Regions from separate parts of the Mus musculus genome. Here regions 1, 3, 4, 5, 6 and 7 are each linked to region 2. Evidence: chromatin contacts called from public HiChIP or PLAC-seq and promoter capture Hi-C data. All regions are on one chromosome and are shown on one strand. Each heading gives the region's core, a stretch centred on a gene start, on an enhancer-like site or on the middle of the called end of the contact. The rest is flanking DNA. Distances are from core to core; before and after follow the strand shown.

Evidence for each region. Promoter capture Hi-C pulls out the DNA fragments that hold promoters and counts their contacts. HiChIP or PLAC-seq counts read pairs in DNA pulled down with a chosen protein or histone mark.
Region 1: a contact with region 2 is called in a promoter capture Hi-C map of hippocampal neurons, with 3 times the contacts expected there. The contact joins the enhancer-like site here to the promoter of Brd1 in region 2. A contact is called at or near these places in 5 of 39 promoter capture datasets (the 3T3-L1 cell line, embryonic stem cells, hippocampal neurons and 2 more) and 2 of 115 datasets of contacts at active chromatin or transcription factors (both in embryonic stem cells).
Region 3: an H3K4me3 HiChIP or PLAC-seq map of embryonic limb bud shows a contact between it and region 2, with 10 times the contacts expected there. The contact joins the promoter of Gtse1 here to the promoter of Brd1 in region 2. A contact is called at or near these places in 1 of 39 promoter capture datasets (pre-B cells) and 3 of 115 datasets of contacts at active chromatin or transcription factors (embryonic limb bud and embryonic stem cells).
Region 4: a promoter capture Hi-C map of stem cell-derived epiblast-like cells shows a contact between it and region 2, with 5 times the contacts expected there. The contact joins the promoter of Trmu here to the promoter of Brd1 in region 2. A contact is called at or near these places in 6 of 39 promoter capture datasets (the 3T3-L1 cell line, hippocampal neurons, liver and 3 more) and 1 of 115 datasets of contacts at active chromatin or transcription factors (large pre-B cells).
Region 5: a contact with region 2 is called in a promoter capture Hi-C map of cranial neural crest. The contact joins the enhancer-like site here to the promoter of Brd1 in region 2. A contact is called at or near these places in 4 of 39 promoter capture datasets (3T3-L1-derived adipocytes, cranial neural crest, hippocampal neurons and 1 more) and 2 of 115 datasets of contacts at active chromatin or transcription factors (embryonic forebrain and large pre-B cells).
Region 6: a promoter capture Hi-C map of pre-B cells shows a contact between it and region 2. The contact joins the promoter of Pkdrej here to the promoter of Brd1 in region 2. A contact is called at or near these places in 3 of 39 promoter capture datasets (cranial neural crest, hippocampal neurons and pre-B cells) and 1 of 484 Hi-C or Micro-C datasets (B cells).
Region 7: a contact with region 2 is called in a promoter capture Hi-C map of cranial neural crest. The contact joins the promoter of Gramd4 here to the promoter of Brd1 in region 2. A contact is called at or near these places in 4 of 39 promoter capture datasets (the 3T3-L1 cell line, cranial neural crest, hippocampal neurons and 1 more) and 2 of 115 datasets of contacts at active chromatin or transcription factors (large pre-B cells and stem cell-derived neural progenitor cells).

What each region holds. Positions count from the first base shown.
Region 1 is chr15:85,999,418-86,002,295 of GRCm38.p6, reverse strand. The region is part of intron 1 of Celsr1 (cadherin, EGF LAG seven-pass G-type receptor 1); the gene reads left to right. Among named protein-coding and RNA genes, the nearest start is that of Celsr1, 33 kb to the left of the region's middle. Within about 2 kb of position 1,350, at least 61 of the 459 cell types and tissues checked have an H3K27ac peak or open chromatin away from gene starts, as enhancers often do. A contact at or near this core is called in hippocampal neurons, where this site is marked.
Region 2 is chr15:88,732,940-88,735,735 of GRCm38.p6, reverse strand. Brd1 (bromodomain containing 1) reads left to right here and starts at 1,517. Exons shown (of 13, transcript NM_001033274.3): 1 at 1,517-1,807. It overlaps Gm41377 (a long non-coding RNA gene), which reads right to left and starts at 1,615. Exons shown (of 3, transcript XR_875560.2): 1 at 1-1,615.
Region 3 is chr15:85,858,416-85,861,115 of GRCm38.p6, reverse strand. It overlaps Gtse1 (G two S phase expressed protein 1), which reads right to left and starts at 1,409. Exons shown (of 12, transcript NM_001168672.1): 1 at 1,322-1,409; 2 at 1,021-1,112. The coding sequence starts at 1,045. It overlaps Ttc38 (tetratricopeptide repeat domain 38), which reads right to left. Exons shown (of 14, transcript NM_001033337.4): 14 at 2,294-2,700.
Region 4 is chr15:85,877,971-85,880,696 of GRCm38.p6, reverse strand. Trmu (tRNA 5-methylaminomethyl-2-thiouridylate methyltransferase) reads right to left here and starts at 1,370. Exons shown (of 11, transcript NM_028063.2): 1 at 1,239-1,370. The coding sequence starts at 1,320.
Region 5 is chr15:86,109,124-86,112,072 of GRCm38.p6, reverse strand. All of the region lies in intron 3 of Gramd4 (GRAM domain containing 4), which reads right to left. Among named protein-coding and RNA genes, the nearest start is that of Gm15722, 19 kb to the right of the region's middle. Within about 2 kb of position 1,567, at least 61 of the 459 cell types and tissues checked have an H3K27ac peak or open chromatin away from gene starts, as enhancers often do. A contact at or near this core is called in pre-B cells, where this site is marked.
Region 6 is chr15:85,820,367-85,823,136 of GRCm38.p6, reverse strand. Pkdrej (polycystin (PKD) family receptor for egg jelly) reads left to right here and starts at 1,404. Exons shown (of 1, transcript NM_011105.2): 1 at 1,404-2,770. The coding sequence starts at 1,404.
Region 7 is chr15:86,057,439-86,060,138 of GRCm38.p6, reverse strand. Gramd4 (GRAM domain containing 4) reads right to left here and starts at 1,377. Exons shown (of 19, transcript NM_001379572.1): 1 at 1,178-1,377. The coding sequence starts at 1,206. Gm41375 (a long non-coding RNA gene) reads left to right here and starts at 1,523. Exons shown (of 3, transcript XR_875536.2): 1 at 1,523-1,747.

The DNA.
Region 1 (2,878 bases), core at 101-2,600, 2.7 Mb after region 2:
AAGATAGGGTTTCTCTGTATAGGCCTAGCTGTCCTGGAACTCACTCTGTAGACCAGGCTGGCTTCGAAATCAGAGATATGCCTGCCACTGCCTCCTGAGTGCTGGGATAAAAGGCATAGACTACCACCACTTGGCAGCACACCGGGCTTTTAAAAAGTGGGTTTAGGGATTTGAACTCAGGTTCTCATGATTACATGGCAAGTTTAACGGACTGAGCCATGTCCCCAGCTCTCCCGTTATTTTCTCCGTGTCCTTGTATTTTTATAATTGTGGAGATCACATGGGGTCCAGAATGCTGTTGCCTTCCACTGGGAGATTTCTGTCAAATTATAGCAAGTGACAAGTATTCTAGTGAGTCAGGGTTATTGACATCTGTAGGGACTGGTCCCTTGTCGTCGACATCTTGATCCCTTTTATCATCTTGATGCAGACTTAGATATAACTAGCAAGAGGGAATCTATTGATTCCCACCCTGGTCTACATAGTGAGTTCCAAGATAGTCAGGGCTACATAGTGAGACCCTGTCTCGAGGAAGAAAATCAAACCAACCAAACAAACAAAAGGTAGCTGAGCCTGAGTCTGGAAGCATGCCAGTAAGCAGTGCTCCTCCAAGGTCTCTGATTGCATCCCCCTACCGCCCCCACTCCCTTGGTTTCCCTTGAAGATAAACTGTCTTCTACAAGCCAAAGTCGCTCTCTCTTCTCTGAGTTGCTTTTGGTCAGTGTTTATCACCGCAACAGAAAGCAAACTAGCACCCTGCAGTTCCTAGCAACGGCCAACAAATATAAGTTCTAGCATGGGCTCTGGCCAGGGTGCTTTCTGCTTCATTGGCCCTAGGTGTGTACTCCTCTGTGGGTGACTGCCATCCTGAAAGTCCCCCTGCCTGCTCCTTCCCTTTCCTCACAAACCATATTGCACACAGGTCAGTGGCAGATGTAACCAGCGCCGGTTATGGCGTCCACAAAAATATGGTCTAACCTCTAGAAATTTCCAACCTGGTTTTGAATAGAGTCTTCCCACACACATGTGCTGAGGATAGGAACACAGTAGATTGGGCTTGCTGAATTGCTTAAAAGGACAGCCCATAGCCATTGAACTGGGCTGGGGCCTAAGTACTTTCTCCAGCCTCAACTGCTGATGCAGTTGGGAGGGGTTGCTGGGAGCGTCAGGACCGCAGCACAGCACAGGCCTGGGAAACTGAGCTAGTCACCAAGGCTCATTTTGAACAAGCAAGGATTAAGGCTGCTGAGATCCAGACACTGGAAGCTATATCATTTGTCCCAGTGAGCTATGTCACTGCTTGCAGATGCCAGAGCCTCTCTTTTTTTGGCACTCATCATGGGGCATAAAGCACCAGGAGAGGCTCTGTCTCAGGTTGCTATGGTAGCGAGCATGGCATGGTTGCTCTGCCTAGCACTCTCATGACTTGGCTGCCAGGCTGAAGTGTCCCGCCTTGAGATTAGTAACTAATTATCCTTCTGCCTGGGAGACCCCAGGGTAGATTGGCTTGCTCAGGCACATGTTGTGCTGAAGCAGATCTAGATCTTTTCGTCAGCATCCCCAGGTGCCCTCTTATTGAAAGTATGAAAGAACTCCATACCAGAGCACTATAGAGCGGTCCCCAGTGCTAAGCCCTCCTCCTGGATGGAGCCTGTGGTCTCCTTGAAATGTCACAGGCAGGTTCAGGAGCCAGGGCTGTGCCCACCCCTGCCTTTTCTTCCTGATACATGAGATGTGCTAGAAAAGAGATGAGCCCCTCAGAGGAAGACTGTGAACTTGGTACCGTCACAGATGTCATCAGCACTGGTCTTCCTTAGACCAGACCCTGAACCCACAGTGAAGCCTCTAATGGTAGTTACTTTTGGTGTGTCATATACCTGGGTACTCACGCGAGAAGATGGCTCCTGTTCCCTGTGACCACTGTGTCGTATTCTCCCTGAACAGGTGCCAGTGGCCAGCAGACTGCTTATATGAGGGATCCCCAGGACTTCCCACAGTGTACATAGGAAGAGAAGGAGGAGAGTAGGGTCAATGACCTTGCCTGGTAGAAGAGATTTTGTTTAAACCAGTGGTTCTCACCCTAGGGGTTGTGATCCCTTTGGCAAACCTCTATGTCCAAAAATATTTACGATTCATAACAGTAGCAAAACTATAGTTATGAACTAGCAAAAAAGTAACATTATGGTTGGGGGGAGGGTGACGGCAGCATGAGGAAACTGTAGTAAAGGGTGGGGCATTTGGAGGGTTGAGAGGCACTAGGTTTAGACTCTGATGGCCAGCTTTTGACAACCTGACACAAACGGGTCACCTGGGAAGGGGGACCCTCAGCTGAAGAATTGCCGGAATGAAATTTGCCTGTGAGGCATTTTCTTAATTGCTAGTTGATGTGGGAGGGCTCAGCCCACCAAGGATGGTGCCACCCCCTAGGCAGGTGGGCCTGGGCTTTATAAGAAAGCAGGCTGAGCAAGCCTTAGGGCAAGAGCCAGTAAGGAGTCTCTGTTTCAGTACCTGCTGGGTTTCCTGTCCTGATTTCCTTTGTTGATGGACTGTGGGTGCAAATCAGCGTGTAAGCCAGGTAATGCCTCCCCCCCCCCCCCCCCGCCTCTTTTAAATTGTTTTTAGTCCGTGTTTTATAAGAGCAGCAAGAAGTGAATAAGGCTGACCCTTTCAGTCTGGAGGTTGAACCCACAGCCTCATGCAGTGCATGCTAGCCAAACACTGCACCCACGAGCCCCCCAGCTCTGGACTAGATTTTCTACCCAGAAAAAAATGTTGAATGCCTCCAGTGTCGTCCTCATCTGCTTTAAAATCCTTTGCTCTAGTTCCAGACACCTCATTCTAGTCTGGATAAAGGTGCATTCAGGTGAGAACAGCACAG
Region 2 (2,796 bases), core at 268-2,767:
CCACATCCTGAGCTGTGAGCCTGCCCTGCCTGTCATGGGCGGGGAGGAGAGCAGCTCTGCTCACGAATGAAAAGCTCTTCTGTTTACCTGAGAGGTCCAGGCTAATGTCACAGGCACATGACTAGTGCTTCATCACCATGACACCTGTCATAAGCCTTCCAAGGCAACCAAAGAACTACCCAGTCTTCACCCCCATTTCAAAATACTTACAGATGAGTCTCATAATGAAAATTCTCTAGAAGCCACTAACTTTTAAACTAAGGACAAAGTAGACGGAACAAGCTGGAGAGTAAGACCAGTGTCCCTAAGCACCAACCCAAAGGGCCCTGATTTCAAAATCTTCAAGCCTTTTACAGCAGAGGTTCTCAGCCTGTGGGTCACAACCCTTTTGGTCCTGCATATCAGATATTTACATTCATAACAGTATTGAAAATTATAGTTATAAAGTAGAAGTGAAAGAATTTGATGGCTGGAGGCCATCACAGCATTGATCAGCAGCAATAGGACTGTTGAGAACCACTGCTGTAAGTGTTACCAGCTCCTTGGTAGGGATGTCAATGCTTAAATACTTCTATGAGTACAATGCTTATAAGAGGAAGGCCTAAGTCATGGGTGGTGGGCCATGCCTTTAGGGAGGCCGATCTCTGACTACATAGTGAGTTACAGTCAGAATTACATAGTGAGAGTCTGTCTCAAAACAACAAAACCAAAAATCAGGCAACCAAACAATCAAACCACCACCACCAAAGTAAGTAAGAAAGGTAGACAGACAGACAGAAAGAAAGAAAAGAAGAGGAAAGCCTGAGTTGGAGGCATGCCCCCAGACCTGGCTGCCCATAGTTTGAGATTGCTACTACTTGTCCCAGTCACTAGTCATCCTCAAGTCCTTTCCATACCCTCCTCTACCCAACCACTGACCTCGTGCCCTTGTTAATGCCTTTCTAGTGCCACCTTAGGGTTCCCCAGTCCTAGCCATTTATTCCTCAAATAAATCCACCCTTGTTTGGTGATCCCCTCCATCACGGCCCTCATTTCCATTCCCTCCTAACTCATCCTCCGTGAACCACGCTGGTCACCAGACACTATCAGAACCCCACTTCCCCCCCTTAGGATGCATCTCTTGATTCTCTCAAAATACCACTCCCTTGGAAAGCAAGCACTCTCAGGAAACTCCACCTGGCTCTCTAGGGTCAGCATTCTTGCTCTACTCAGTGCCATTGACCCCATAGTAAACACCATTCATCTGGTTACCCTTCTCTTACAGCAGCAGTCCTTCATCCTCAGGAACCCTAGCCTGTCTCCCCCAGAATTCTCCTCCTAGTCACCCCACTTTTGTAGCACTCCTCCCCCATCCGGATCCCCACCCTAACACCCTTCCTGGTCACCCCACTCTCTCCTTCGCGTCCCGCCCCGCCCCCTTATCCCGGCTTGGCGCGGCGCGCGTCGTGGCGGCGGCGGGCGGGGCGCGTCTCGCACGCAGCGCGCCGGGCGGAGCGCTCGCCGCATTGTTTGCTTCGCTGGGGAGCGAGCAGCGCCTCGGCAGGCGTCCGAGCAGCTCCGCGTCCGCGTCCTCCGCCCGGCCGGGCCCCGAGCCGGCCTCAGCCGGCCGTGCCGGCGCCGCCGACCCCGCCCGAGCCGCGGCGCCCTGCGGGCCCGGAGCCGCTGGCCGAGCGCGCCCCGGAGCCCGGCGGGGCACGGCTGCGCGGCCGTTGGCGGAGGAGCCGCGGCGCCATTAGCGCCGCCTCGGCCGCGCCGGCCTCCGCGCCCGCCCGCCCGCCGGGCTCCCGCGGCCGCGGCGCCCCCGAAGGTGAGTGTCTGACGGTCGCCGTTCGCCGCCCGCCTCGCCGGCCGGGGCGGAGGTGCAGGCGCCATGTTTGGAGGCGGCAGCGGCGGCTCCGCATTGTCCGCGGGCGGGGAGGCCGGAGAGTCGGGGCGGCGAGGCCCCGAGGCCGTGAGGCCTGGCGGGCGCGGGAGCCGGAGGGACCGAGAAGGCCGGGCGGACGTGCGCCGCCGTGAGCCGGCGCGGCCGGGGACGCCGGAGATCGGTGCCGGCGGCTCGCCCAAGAGGCCGGGTTCGGGAGGCGAGGCCGCGGCGAGATCGCGGAGGCGGAGGCCGCAGCCGGGTGGGGGCGGAGAGGGACACGGAGGCCGCGGCGGGGTCGGGGAGACAGAGGAGTAGAAGGAGGCCGCCGCGGCGCGGGAGGCGCGGCCAAGAGAATGGAGCGATCGGCAGGGCTCAGTAGGCGGGGAGGCCGCCGGGCCGGGCGGGCGGGCTCTGGGCAGCTCGGCTGTCTGGGCGGCTGGGGCGGCCGAGGGGCCGGGCGTCGGACAGCGGAGGAGGCGGAAGGCCTGGGGTCTCGTGGCGTCTGCCCACGTCCTCGCCCGTAGCCTTGGCGGTGCGGAGCGGGTCGCATTATGTAACAGATCGGTCCGATCTATTTTGCCAAGACAGGAAACTCCCTTGAAGAGGGACGGGCTCGGAAGATTTCCTAAGTGGAGCGGGGCCTGGTATCTCCGGAGCAAGCCCGCAGCTCCGCCACAACTCCGTGGATGAGTGCAGGAAACGCCGAGAAACGAGCGCGCGTGCGCGGCTTTCTTGGGCCTTTAGGAGAGAAGCAACTTTCCTGTGCGCTTAATTTGCAGAAAACGCAGCTCCTCATGGTGCCCTGCAGTTGTGACACACTTACACACACCTAGGAAACGGCCCCCCTTCATGGAGGACATTCACTTCACCCAGCTGCGACTGTTTTAGAGTATCTGTCATCTGGTAACAAGTAGTTACAGAATTTCCCTATT
Region 3 (2,700 bases), core at 160-2,659, 2.9 Mb after region 2:
TCTTATAATGGGCATCACTGTGTTAAGCAGTCTCCTAAGGTGTCAAAGAGGATACATAACCTGATAGGGTGCAAAGGCCCAGTGCTCAGCCCTAAAAGGGAGAAAATAATTGTAAACCCACATCAACCCTCTAAGACTCAGGGGAGCAAAGTTACTTCCCACCACATCTGATGACCTGAGTTCAAGCCCTGGGACCCTCAGGTGCTTGCACACCTTGGTTACCACCCCCAAACACACACATACACATACACACACACACACACACACACACACACACAAACCAAGTCATCGTAAAGATTCCTCCTCCCCTCTTTTAGACAGGGTTTCACTGTGTAGGTTTACAAAGAGAACTAACTGTTCTGGAACTCACTCTGTCGACCAGGCTAGGCTAGCCTTGAAATAAAACTCAAGAGATCTGCCTGCCTCTGCAGTTGGGGCATTAAAGGCGTGTGCAGCCACCACGTAGCAAGTCTTGCTTTTCAAAGAATTTGCCAGCACTCAGAAGGCTTCCGAAGGTGGCTCTCGATGAATTCAAGGCCAGCCTGGACTACAGAGTGAGTTCCGGGTTACAAAGTGAGGGCTCAAAAAAACAAGCAAGAAAGGAAAAGCAAACAAAGTAAGTCAGTGGAGGAGAAAAGAATGAACCACAGGGGAATGGGTGGAGTGAGGGACTCTGCGCTCAGTGCAAGAGAAAGCTGTTGCCATTTTGATAGCACAGCAACTGTGATTAACCACAGGAGACCCTCACAAGATTAAGACCCCCACTTAAAGCCCTTCTGGAAGTGGGGGGAGGCCCCTCTTAAGATTACATAAGTGGTTTTAAAAAGTGGGTGGGGATGTTGTAGGGGCTTCTTTGGTGGTGGAGCTATGAATTGCTAATGTCCTTGTAAGTAACTTCAGTTAAATTTATTTGCTTATCAATCCAGACTTCGTTTCTTTGATCTGTTGTAGCCCTCTCTATTTTGTTTGGGGTGAAAAGGAATACACTCCAGAACAGCCTTACGAACAGAAAGGACTTACCTTCTTTTTTACTACCAGCATCCATCTTCACCTCTCTCTCCACTGGTTGGCCGAAGGCACGTCGCGGCCGTCTCCTCCTTCCACAGAGTTCGCTGCAGGAAGCAAGGGGACGGGAGAATTAGGCAAGTCAGAGGCAAGCCCCAACTTGCTCCCGGTTTCCCAGACTGTGCGCCCCGAGGCGGGGTAACGGATTTCCGGCTCTGAGCTGCAGAGCTGGCACCGCAGCCCGTCCTCCCCGGATCTCTGCGGCTCGGGACCCGGTTCCCCACTCTCCGGGACCAGCGCTACGACCACTCCTTACCCCTCGCCTCTGACCGGGAAGGCATAAAATCCAGCTGGGTCTCCGGCACCGGTTTAAACGCGGCGCCCGGCTCCGCCGGCCGCCGATTGGCCTGTTTAAACAGGAGACGCTCTCGGTGCAGCCTGGGAAATGTAGTCAGAGTGCTGATGTACAAGACCAATGCCCAAGACTCCAAGCCACGGATTGGCTCCGCTGGGCGCAGGAAACTCCCACCGGAAGTTCCCATGACTCTCCTCCTCCGGAGACACAGAAAGGATTTAAGCGTTCCGCCTGTGGCTGTGCTAGCAAAAGGGACCGAGGCGGTGATGGTGGGGCATAGGAGATGGTCAGGCAGCTAGGAAGGAATTTGTCCCGACTCTCTCCGGTGCTTGTCCTGGTATCTCCAGTATTTCTCATGCGTCCGGGTACTCTCTGCAGCCTAAGGCCTCTCTCCTGTACTCTGGTGTGCAGGCCCTCCCTTTTCCCTCAAATGCAGAAGAGTGACAGAGCCGGTCTTAGCACTTCTTTGCTGCCAATATGTTAGATGCCTTTGGATAGCAATGAGCAGGAAACTGGCTTCAAGGTCTGTTGGTTCAAGGAAGTCCAGGGTTGGCCTGGATAGCCATCAAGAAGGCCATCAAGTCTGGATGTCGTCTCTACACATCGGCCAGGTCTGGCTCACTAGTAGGCAAGCTGGCTTCGTCGGACCCAAGGTTCCCACCGGCTGGGGATGGTGACCGGTTCTGTGTATCTGGAATTTTAAGGGCCAGGCTTTTCTGATTCACACCGGGGGCGGGAGGGGGGGGCGCAAGACCACGGTGGCAGTCACATCTGTGGTCCAAGCCTTTAGCTCCTGTGCATGAAATCCCTGCATCCCTGGGGCTATCCACTGGGCAGTAAAGTTCACCAACACTTCTCTTTGTATCATATCAGGTCATAGTAGATGTTCAGGAAAGCATACCCATAGTAACTCACTGCTATTTACATTTTCTCTTGGCTTTAAAAATATTTTTATTTTATTTTTTTTGCCGACGTGTGCGTATGTACAGGTATGCAAGTGCCTACAGAGGCCAGAAGAGAGTGTCAGGTCCCTTGAGGCTAGATTTACAGGCTCTACGTGGGCGCTAGGTACTGATCTCTGGTCATCTGGAAGAACGGCAAGTGCTCAGCCATGGAGCCATCTCTCCAGACGCATACACATTTCCCTTTAAGATCAGTCGCCTGTCCCTGGCAGATGCATGCCTTCTTTCATGAAAGCCTACACATACCAGCTTTTACAGACAAGGCATTCAATGGAAGCCATTGAATACCAGAGATCACAGCACAAAGTGGTTCAATAGCAAGGGCAAGTGCCAAGGGCTATGGGGCAAAGAGAAGGCACTGTCACCAGCCCACAGGCA
Region 4 (2,726 bases), core at 121-2,620, 2.9 Mb after region 2:
CCACTGTTATGATAAACACCACGATCAACAGCATCTTGGAGAGGAAAGGATTTATTTGGCCCTAAAGGTCACAGTCTACCATCAGGGGAAGCTGGGGCAGGAACTCAGGTCAGGAACCTGAAGGCAGAATTGAATCATAGGTTATAAAAGAATACTGCTTATGGGCTTGTTTCTTTGGCCTGCTCAGCCTGTTTTCTTATAAAACCTAGGACCACCTGCCCAGAGATAGCATTACTCCTAATGGAACGAGGCTTCCTACACCAATTATTAAGAGAAGGCCCCACTGACTAGCCTACAGGCCAGGGTGATGACAGTTTCTCAGCTGAGGTTCCCTCCTACCAGAGGACCCTAACATGTCACATAGTTTTAATGTGACATAAAAACTAGGCAGCAGTTGATCTCCCTTTAGTAGTAAAAGATAAATCTGTAAGAATGATGCCAACCTTTGCCACTTCCCAAAGCATCTAGTTACACAGTTCTCATTGGAAACCTTCAAAGACTCACACTGCCTACTCAACATTACCCCAAATTCCTTAATACCGTCAGCTTCACTAACCCCACTATATCCTATTCTGGCCGGCACTCTCTCCTCTGCCTCCTGCCTGTGTTACTGCAGCCAGTTCTTTGTAGAGAAATGCTTCCCTCTTCCTTTCTCACCATAGTACACACCTGTATCCTGTGGCTCTTTTACTCTGTCATAACAGCTGTGATTATAAAAGAATCGCTCCTGCTTTCCGATATATCTCACATTGTATAGCTAACCCTTTCAATACATACTGTGCCATTTAATCATTCCAGTCATCCCATATTACGGGTCATCCCATTTTTACTGGGGGGTGCTTAGTTAACTTGCCCAAGCCCAGGCTCCTGGCCCCGCGCCTCTGCACCCCGCGTGCCCCGGGGAAGATGATCCACGGCTGAGGGGGACTCCATTAAAAGCCGCCAAGGTGAATGCGGAGAGGTTGACACAAGGTGGGGCCACACAGCAGGAGGAATGTACACCGGTCGTTGGAATCAGATCCGAACCCTAAGGACCCATGAGGCTACATCTACAAGTCAGGAAGAACTGGTAGCTGTTCGGAGTGAAGTTTGTCATCCAACGAAGGAGAACACTGGAGTGATTTTGTCATTAGAGTTGGCGGTGTCCTCGCCTGGAGGCCCGCGGAGTCTGCAAAAGGCCAGGCCTCAGACCTGGAGGAGCCCAAGCTCCTGTCCCCAGTGAGGAACCCTGGCCTCACCTCTCCGCCGCAACAGCAGCGCCGCCACCGCGCTGTCCACACCGCCAGACAGGGCGCACACGACGTGCCGCAGCGCCGACATCAGGCTACACCGCGAGCTTTCTGGCTGCGTCCAAGCTACGCCGGAAGTCCCAGCCTCCGGGGGACGGGGGGGACGGGGGGGGGGGGCGTCCTCACTCTTCACCCGGCGGGAAACGTGCTCCGCTCACCCAGTGTTCTGCAGGCTTTTGGGTTCCGCGCGGCGGATCGGCCGAGGAGCACTAGGTGGCAGCATGTCCCAGATAGGCCAGCGATGAGTTGGTCGGGTCCGGCTTCTTAGCCACCACTCGCTGCCCTTGCGACGTTTTCTTCTGTGCTCAGCTGGCGCTCCTGGGTCAGCTGCACCAGGAACAGCCTCCGCTCGGGCTTGAGGTCTCAAAGGCGTTCCTGGGCACACACAAGGTCGAGATGCTGTGTCGGCCGCTGGCTCCTCCTGTTTACCCGCTGGAGGGACAGGGCTGTCAACACGTTCTCATTGGATTCTAGATGCTTGCGGGCCTGGCGGGTGCAGAGCCAGTGGAGGACAAAGCATAGTGGACCGTTGCTCAGTAAGGCTTTGCTAGCAGCTCAGTCAACGGGTTGGAGTAGGGGATGGGAGCGTAGTTAACCAGACCCAGACAGTAGCTGGGAAGGATGGGCCACGGAAGACTGGGAGAGTTTGGAGTCGCACCTGTTCATCCTGGTGCCTGTGATTTAAGAGTGTTTGTTTCGTGGGCCATTCTTGGAGGACGAACGAGCACTCTGCGGGGATCAGCTCTAACGAGTGGATGCTTTGGGGACCTCAGGCTGGAGCTGTGGCTCTTCCTGAATTGATTGTGGGGGGCCTCGCACATGACAGATGTTGAGTGGCTGCTGGAAGAAAATAGATACGAGTCCTGGGACAGAAAGAGAGAGAGAGAGAGAGAGAGAAGAGAGAGAGAGAGAGAGAGAGAGAGAGAGAGAGAGAGAGAGAGAGAGAGAGACAAAAGGGCAGGGGGTCATGTCTGTGGAGTGTTCTAGCCTTGAGGACCAGGACCTCCCTTCTTGGGTATGGGCATTTAGTATAGCAAATCTCACTTTTCCTACCAGAACCTATGATAGGGCCAACCACAAAGTAGCAGAAACCAGACAAACCTATGTTAGAATTTTTGTCTACTTGACACAAGCTAGGGGTGGGGGGACATCAATTGAGAAAATGCTTCCATTAGATTGGCCCTTAGACAAGTCTGTGAGATTTGTTGATTGATGTGAGAGCCACACCAGTGCAGGTGATCTTGGGTTGTAAAAGAAGGCAAACTAATCAAGCCATGCGGAGCAAGCCAGTAAGCAGTGTTCCTCCATGGCCTCTGCTTCAGTTCCTGTCAAAATTCCGTCTCTAACTTTCCTTCAGGTTGGTCTGTGATTCGGATGTGCAAACCACATAAATAAACCCTTTCCTCCCTGCGCTGCTGTTGGCCAGTATTTTCTTAC
Region 5 (2,949 bases), core at 318-2,817, 2.6 Mb after region 2:
GCAGGGGGCAGGGGGCAGGGGGCAGGGGGTAGGGGGCAGGGGGCAGGAGGCAGGGGGCAGAGGGCAGAGGGCAGAGGGCAGAGGCAGAGGCAGAGGCAGAGGCAGAGGCAGAGGCAGGTGGATTTCTGAGTTTGAGGCCAGCCTGGTCTACAGAGTGAGTTCCAGGACATGGTGTCTGTTCACAGCAGTAAAACCCTAACTAAGACACTATCTTATGGTTTTAAAAGGTCCAGAGATCAAACAGGTGTTCTGGGCTTGACAGAATAGATGTGTTAATGGGCCAGTTTTATTTGGAGGCTGGTGGGAAGACTGGGTATACAGCATCCTTTCCAGCATCTAGAGGAACATGCTTTGCTTGGCTGGTGACTCCCAAAGAACAATAACTACATGCTGACCTACCTCCATCCTTCCCAACTCCATCTGACCCACCAGCCTCCTCCATCTGACCCACCAGCCTCCTCCTTGAGATTGCTTTGCACCCATAGATAATCTTGGATCTTCTCACCTCAGGCTGACAACTCTGTCACATCTGCCAAGGAATGGTCACATGCATAGGTTCCAGGGATTAAGGGGATAAACATTCTTGGGGAAATTGAGATTCTACCTACCATGTTTTCCCCTGAGATAATAATAACAGACAAGGTAAAGGAGCCCCCTCCCCCAGACAGAGGCCCACAGAGGACTTTCTAGCCTCACGGCTCCCATGAGCATCACAAAACAAGAAGCCCTCCTCTGATGGGCATATTGGCCTTCCTGGGTACAGAGACCCCACCCCCACCTCAGCTGGTAGGGTTCTCCCCTCCCACTTCACTCTCTTATCACCTCCAATTATGTCCCCCAACACAGAAGCAGGACTCCCCATCAACCCACTGAGGCAGCCCAAGCAATGAATGCTTACATAGACTTCCTCAAAACCCAGTAGTTTTTTGAAAAAGGAACCAATGAACAGTCCATTGCCAGAGGCAACAGGTGTGCCATCCTATAATATGCTCACACAAGCCTTAGCTGCGCAGCAGAAAGACACCTGCTCTCCTGTGCCCTCAGTCTGAGGACAGAGACAGATACAAGCTCAGAGCCCTGTTTCCACACGGGGTTTCTTACAGGCTCAGTCAAGCGAGGAGGCCATCTGGGGCCTGTGTGTGTCTAAGTTACAAGTGAGGATTTAGGCAAAAGCCCTAGCCTAGCCCGTTAGACCACAGAGCCAATACTGCAGAGCTATGAAGCTATGTATCACATGCCACTAATGGTGTGGCACAGCTCCTAAGCCAGGGTTTTTACAAGGCCCAGTGCCAGCCATAACTGACTCTAGGCACTCAGCTGGCCTGGTTACACAGCAGGGATGGCCACAGAGCCCCTGTAGAAGGCCAGAGGGGTGGGGATGTCCACTGAAGATGAGTTGGTCCCCGAAACTAAGTCTCCAGGGTGTACCTCGAAAGAAAAGTTCGATATCACAATTTAGAAGCTCCATTCAAGGCTGCTGCTCACACGACACCCATGTTGTCACTGTGTTATTATTCATTTAAGCAGACCAGCAAACCAACTACGAGGAAGATAAGTGAGATGACTCAGGTGCACAGCAGCACCAGAGGGAGCCAAGACAGTCCCCGAGGGACAAGGTCTACCCCCTCCCTACCCACAAAGGAGCTGTTGAGGCAGCAAAATGAATGTGGTGGAGAGAAAGCCAGGGGGGATATTTCTGTGTCTAGGTATACCTTACATCTGCATAGGTCTGAGAATACTAGGTCACCTATGAGAGTGACCTTGGGGCACCTTAAGAAGAAAGAGATTCTGGTCCTTATACCCAAACCCCATTTGGAGACTGCCAGATAGCTCCAAAGCAAAGAGGCAAAAGGAACTCGAGAGCGGGAGCCCCTGAAGCCAGAGGGACCTGGTACAGCAAAGGATTCCTCACAGAACACACATGGCAGAAGCTGTGGGAGACTGGTACAGTTAGGCCACCTGCTCACCCACCTGCTCCAGGCTTTAGCTTCTCCAAGGTTCTGGAAGGTGAAGGGCAGGTAATTCATGGACCCTCGATCCCCAAGACACCCATTCCTCCCTCCTCAGTACGATGATTCAGGGGGCGCAGAGGAGATAATTCAGCCCACAGGCATGGTCTGCCCAGGCAGCGCAGCCTCCATGGCTCCCGGCCCACAGGGAAAGAAAACAACTTCAAAGCTATTTTTAAATTTGTAAAAGCAGATCTCTCAAGCAGGAATCCCTTTGGCACAAGATGCAACAGGCCTAGCCAGAGGGGGAGGGGGGCAGAATCAAATGATAAGCTTTAAATAAAATTTCTCCCCACCCAGCTAGAGCACATACACACACAGAAGCCACCGGGAGGGGAAAAGAAAGCTGTCCCCGGCCAGGCTGGGCTGCACAACTGGGCACCTGAACAGGTTTTTACCAGGCCAGTTTCCCTTCCTGTTATCCTTAAGGATCTTTCTAAAAGACAATGCCTTGCTCTCCCCAGTGTACTGAGTTCAGGGTATCTGTTCACCTTCATCCCTAGGGAAGGGCACGGTGTGATGCTCCTCCCTGGCCACTCCACTCAAAGGGTGCTGTCCCCTCCATGTCCCCCCACAGCCTGTGTGTGCTCTCCTAGGGCTCACTTATCGCCATGTTATCCACTGCTCTGCACAGAAGTGACATTTACAGCATGATGAACTGTCAACACCAGGCTGAATGCTCCTCACAATCAGGTAGCGGGCGGCCAAGTTCTGGACGTTCAGCATTCTAATATGACAGGCTGCGGCTTGGGCTTGGTATTCTGGGTTTAGGAAGTCAGTTATGGGATGAGGGCGGTGTCCTGAGATTTGTGTGCAAATAGATAGACAGACAGGAAGGAAGGAAGGAAGGAAGGAAGGAAGGAAGGAAGGAAGGAAGGAAGGGGGCAGGAAAAGAAAGAAGAAAAAGAAATGAGATTCCAGACAGAACTACTGCCCAGAA
Region 6 (2,770 bases), core at 155-2,654, 2.9 Mb after region 2:
TCTCTCCAGCGCCACAAGAGTTCTACATGAACTCCAAATGCTTGCAACTAACAACACCCTTTGGAATATACGGGTACAAACAAAATACTAGGAGAATTAGAAATATTTTAAAGGAAAGATGGCCAAAAATACAATAAGCGTGTAGGATGTACTTAAATACTGTATAGTAGGGACTTTATAGTTTTAAACACAGTAGGAGAAGGAAGAAGTAAGAAGAAGAGGAAGAGGAGGAAGAAGAGGAGGAAGAAGAGGAGGAAGAAGAGGAGGAAGAGGAGGAGGAGGAGGAGGAGGAGGAGGAGGACTAGGACGAAAGGCTCCATCTTTGAGCCAAAATGTCAAGTTAGGAAACTAGAGCCTCGGCTGCAGCTCAGGGGTATGGCCATCATTCCTGGAGACCCAAGGTTTGATCTTCAGTAACTTCTCCCTTTTAAACTACACAGTTCTTTTTAGCTAGGTTCGTTCTTTTTAGCTAGGTTAGGTAGTACACACTTGTGATCTACCACCTAAGAGGCTGAAGCTGAAGAATCTCCAGTTGACACAGTCTAAAACAAACAAATAAACAAACAAACAAACAAACAAATAAGCAAACAATACATTTAAAAGTGAAGGAAAGGGAAAAAACAAACCAAACCAATAACAACCAACCCAAACCTAACCAACAACCCCACCTCCACGCCCCCTTTCCCCAAACAACCAAGTGTCAGATATCCCTGCACTGGTCTGAGGGGGCTGGCAAGGCCCTCCAGACTTCATTATTTTGGAACCGGTTTTCCCGTGGGAGAGGAATTTCTGCTAAGAAGTTTTCTTGGTGTGTCCAGTTTTAAAAAGAAGAAAAGAAGGGGGTGGGGCGGCAGAGCACGGGATTAAACTCATTTAGCAAGGCCTGATCCTGGAGTAGATCCATCAGTATGGGAAGAAAGAGGTGGTTGGAAACAGTCTTGAGCCCCTCTGCCGCCTAGTGTATAGTGACCTACCTTGCACCTACCTTCCTGGAGATGCTGCTGTCCTTAGCATGTCCTTCTTGGTCCTGAGAATCTCCACTTCTCTGGAAACCCATTGTTCTGTGACTTCCCACGTTCTCCTTGTGTGTGGTTCTCCTTGGTCCTGAGATCCTTGATGACCCTGAGAGCCCACTGTTCCTGGGAACTCACTGCCCTTTGGGACCCACCGCCCCTGGGAACATACTGTCCCTTAAACTCACTAGCCCTGGGAACCCCACTGTCCCTGAGAGTGTACTGTCCCCGAGAGAACCCACACCTCGGGTGAACCGCCTTATTCCGGAGTGGCGGAGCACGCTGCCCCTGCCCCGCGGCGAGCTGCGCGCCCATCCCCTCCCGGTACGCTCGCTCGCGGCCCAGCCCAGCGTCACGGCCGTTGCGCCCGGCAGCTCCTGGCGGGGAGTCATGTGGCCGGGCCCCGCGCTGCTGCTCCTGGGCCTGGGCCTGGGTCTAGGCAGCCAGCCGCCACCCACCGGCCCTCGCGGGCTGCCGGGCGTGCTCAGGGGCGCCCCGGGGTTGGGGCAGGGCGCGGAGAGCAGCGTCCGGGGCGGTGACACCGGGGGCCTGTCCCCGCGTGCAGCCCCGCGCCACGCCAGCCCTACGCCGCCCCGTAGGTGTCCCTCGGGCGCAGCTGCACGCGTCCTCCTGAAAGTCAACTCTTCGGACCCCGCAGCCGCCAAGGCTAACGTGTCCTGCCAGACGGCCCCCTGTATCATGCAGCCAGTGAAGATCAACAGGAAGGACCAGAACGCTCCCCTTATCCTGAGCAGAGACGAGGAAGCCACCCTCAATATCACTGTGCGTTGGTACTGTCCTGATGCCTTGGTCATTCGCAAGAGCTGGGTGTACTTTTCGGTGGCCTCTGTGAACGACACCCCTGATTGGAACCGACCTGTGCTCTTGCCGCAGGTGGCAGTGTCTAAGGGTTTCTCCCTCCACATCCCCAAATATGCCCTGCCTTACGGGGTGTATGTGTTTAACTTTACGCTGTCCATCTTCAGGTGGGACCTCGCCTGGCCCACGGTGACAGGCTCGGATATCATCTACATTTGGGTTAGAAAACGCCCCCTGAAGGCTGTTCTTCTTGGAGCCCCCAGAGTAACCGTGAAGTTCTCCGATGAACTGATTCTGAATGGAAGCATGTCCTACGACCCAGAGGCAGACATCCCCACATGGGGACTCCAGTTTTTTTGGTATTGTACCACAAATCCAAGATACTATAGTGGCAACTATGTATTAGTGATCAACCAGGCTGTCTGCCACCCAGAGCAGGATTCACTGAACTGGCCTTGGGCAGTGGGCTCTGTACTAACCATTCCACCAAAAACTCTTAGGGGCAATGGTGTGTATTACTTCAGAATGGTGGTACAGAAGCAAAACAGAACTGCATTTTCTGATAAAACTGTACACGTGCTCCAGGGGCTTCAGCCCAAGGCACACATTTCCTGCATTGAAAATTGTGGCCCCACGTTAGGTGTGTCAGATAGATTTTCTCTGTTTCTGAACTGCCCAAGTTGTGGCCGCCAGGATTTGTATAGCTGGTCCATTTTGTCTCTAACGGGCCATGAAGTGATGTTTGACTGGGCAGGGCAAGCAATCACCAGGAGGAATGGACCTTATTTGTCCATAAAAGCTTTTGCCTTTAGGAATTTTTTGGAAAATAGGGTTTGGGTTTCCCTGATTCTGAAATCTTGGAGTGGTATGACCACGACCTTGAGACATCCCGTTGTCATTAACCATGGCCCTCGAGTTGGCAAATGCAAGATAAATCC
Region 7 (2,700 bases), core at 128-2,627, 2.7 Mb after region 2:
GGCCTTGCCTGACTCCTCACCTAGAGTGTGTCTGGCTGCCGTGGAACCCACACCATCTTGTTAACTCTTATCTTGTCATTAGTCACCCACTGATAAGGAAACTGAGGCAGGGCTGGTTTTGTGACAGTGCCTTGCCCGATCTCACAGAACAGGTATCCGAGATAAACTAACTTCCAACTGTCCTTTATTTCAAACCCTACAGAGCCTGGACCATGACCCCTCCTTCTGAACCTGGCCCTAAAGCAAGCTCCTACCTGGCTGGGGTTCAGCGAAATTGAGGATTGGGGGGGGGAGTGCGTTAAGACTCAGCACCTTTAATTTTGTCCCTAATCTACACAAGGCAAGGCAGGAAGGGAACCCACTCTGAACAAGGTCCCCCCAAACTGAATCTCTCTTATCTCTGAAAATGGGAAGTTCCAAAGAGTACAAGGTTCTGCCTCTGGCCCTAGAAGCCTGCTTCTTACCCTGGCCACGGGTAGGAAGGCCACAGGGGAACCAACATCCAGACTAGTCAGTCCCTCTCCACCCTTCAGAGGTGCTGGTCCCGCTCTGGACAGATGAAGTCTTAGGTTAGGGACTGCCACACAGCACCCCACCTTAACGGTTGTATAAACACATAGGCCTAAGCTCCAGCCCAGGTGCCAACTGTCCCCAGAATCCCATAGGCTAATTCCAAATGAAAGGAAAAGATATAACAGAGAGCAGGGTGTGGAAAGGGAGCAAGCGTCCACAACTTTTCCCCGGGTCATCTGTTGGGCCACACCGGCCTGGACAGCCCTCCTCCTTTTCAGTCCTCCCCCACCACCAAGAGAGTGGGTCAGTAGGACGACATTTGCTGTGCCCTCATCCTGACCCCCCCGCTAGCGGCCTAGGCATGGTGACCCATCTAATGACTCCCCCACATCATAGTTTGGGCCCTGCGTCCCATCGACGTCTGCCTCTCGCCCACCAGGACCCTGACCCGCACAGCGCCCGTGGTACGCGCGAGGGGCGGCCGTGACGCGCGCCCCGGGAGCGTGTGTGCGGGGGCGCGCCCGCGCTGCTCCCCGAAGGGAGGGTCGCTGCTGTGGGCCACCGAGTGAGAGTGTGGGCACACGGGGTCGCGGCCCGGCAGCTAGGACAGAGCGTGGCCAGCGTCGCCCAGGTCCGTGTGGGAGTCCGCGTGCGCGCCGCTTACCCTGCGGGATGATCGGGGCCAACTCTCATCCACCCGCCGCCGCGGCGCCCCCCTGGCCGGCCACCCGGCCGCGCTGCACCTGCCGCCCTCCCGGGAGCCCAGCGGCGCCGGGGAGCGGGGACTACGCGGCCCCGCGGGTGCCGGCCACGAGCGCGGAGGCGGCGCCGCGTCGCGCGCTCACGTCCTGCTGCGCGGAGTCTGCGCGCCCCCCGACCGGGCCTGCGCAAGCCGCCGCCCCGCTCCGCCCCCTCGCCTCCCCGCCCTCCCTGCCCGGTGTGTGCGCGCGCGCGCGCCCGATCACGCGGCGCCGCCTTTGTTTGGGTGACCCACGTGGGTCCTCGCCGCGCGTGCCCACGCGCACGCGTGGCCGCCTGCCAGTCGCAGCCACGGGCACAACCGAGCACAAGGATACACTCCACTGTCACCTCTCTCCCGGCGAACTGGCTTGACGGTTACTGCCAAATGGAGACCCGCGCTTGGTGTAGAAATACTTGTCCTGGCACCGCCAGGCTGGACTCAGAGCACAGCTCCACACTGGGAAAAGGACATGGAACCTCCACCTGGAGGGCAGTGAGCAACTCCTCCCTTCTCTCCCACTCAGTACCTAACCAGGAATGCCACATACCTTTAAATGTCACCGTAGCGATAGGAAGCCTACTTTAGCTCTAGTACTATCTTAAAGGAAAAGAGATCCTCCAGGAGTCACTTCCCCCGTTTTGACTCGCCTTTCAAAAACCAGGGTTGACAAGGACCCAGAAAGATAACTAATGAACCTGGTAAAAGACCACACCCTCCAGAACCCCAGGCCCTAGCCTGGTTGGAGGACTGACCTGCAGCACCGTATGGGGTCTGACCTAGGAGGTCCACTGTAGGGTACGAGGGTGACTGTAGCAAACTCAGCATCAGCAAGTGGAGACAGCACATTAGACCTGTGACCACATGACCCGCTTGCACTGCGGGGCTTTGACGACCTCACCTCCAACCCTCTCAATCCAGAACTGTCCCCCACCTTATTATGTCTCAAGCACCCCAGGAGATTTGAGGAATGCTGAAGGACTCTGAAGCTTTCTGGGGGGTGGGGTGGGTGGGGGCAGGATTCAGGCCCCCTTTTGTCCTCCAGCATTGCCTACCTTCCAGACAGGCCTTTGTCCCAGGGTCTGGGGCTGGCATCCAGAGAGGCTCCTGTAGGTGAGCTCTCTCTCTCTCTGAATGCAGAGTGAGAAGCAATGCCCATGTGTAGCACAACATGAGGTCTGTCCAATGGCTCTTGGCTGGCAGTGTGAGATGCCAGGCTAAGCTGCCTGCAGGGCTTGGTCTTGGCAAGATGAGAGCTACTTTGGGCAGGAACCTCCTCTGAGTCACCTTTGTGCGGCATCCCAGCCCAATGCCACACCAATCTCGCTGGTTCCTCCTACCCCTGGCTTTCCCTGCTTCCTCTCTGTCCTACAGCAAAACCGGACTCTGGTCGTCGCCCCACCCCCACCGCCCCCTGCAAGCACAAGTGCTACTTTCCTGCCTCCAGG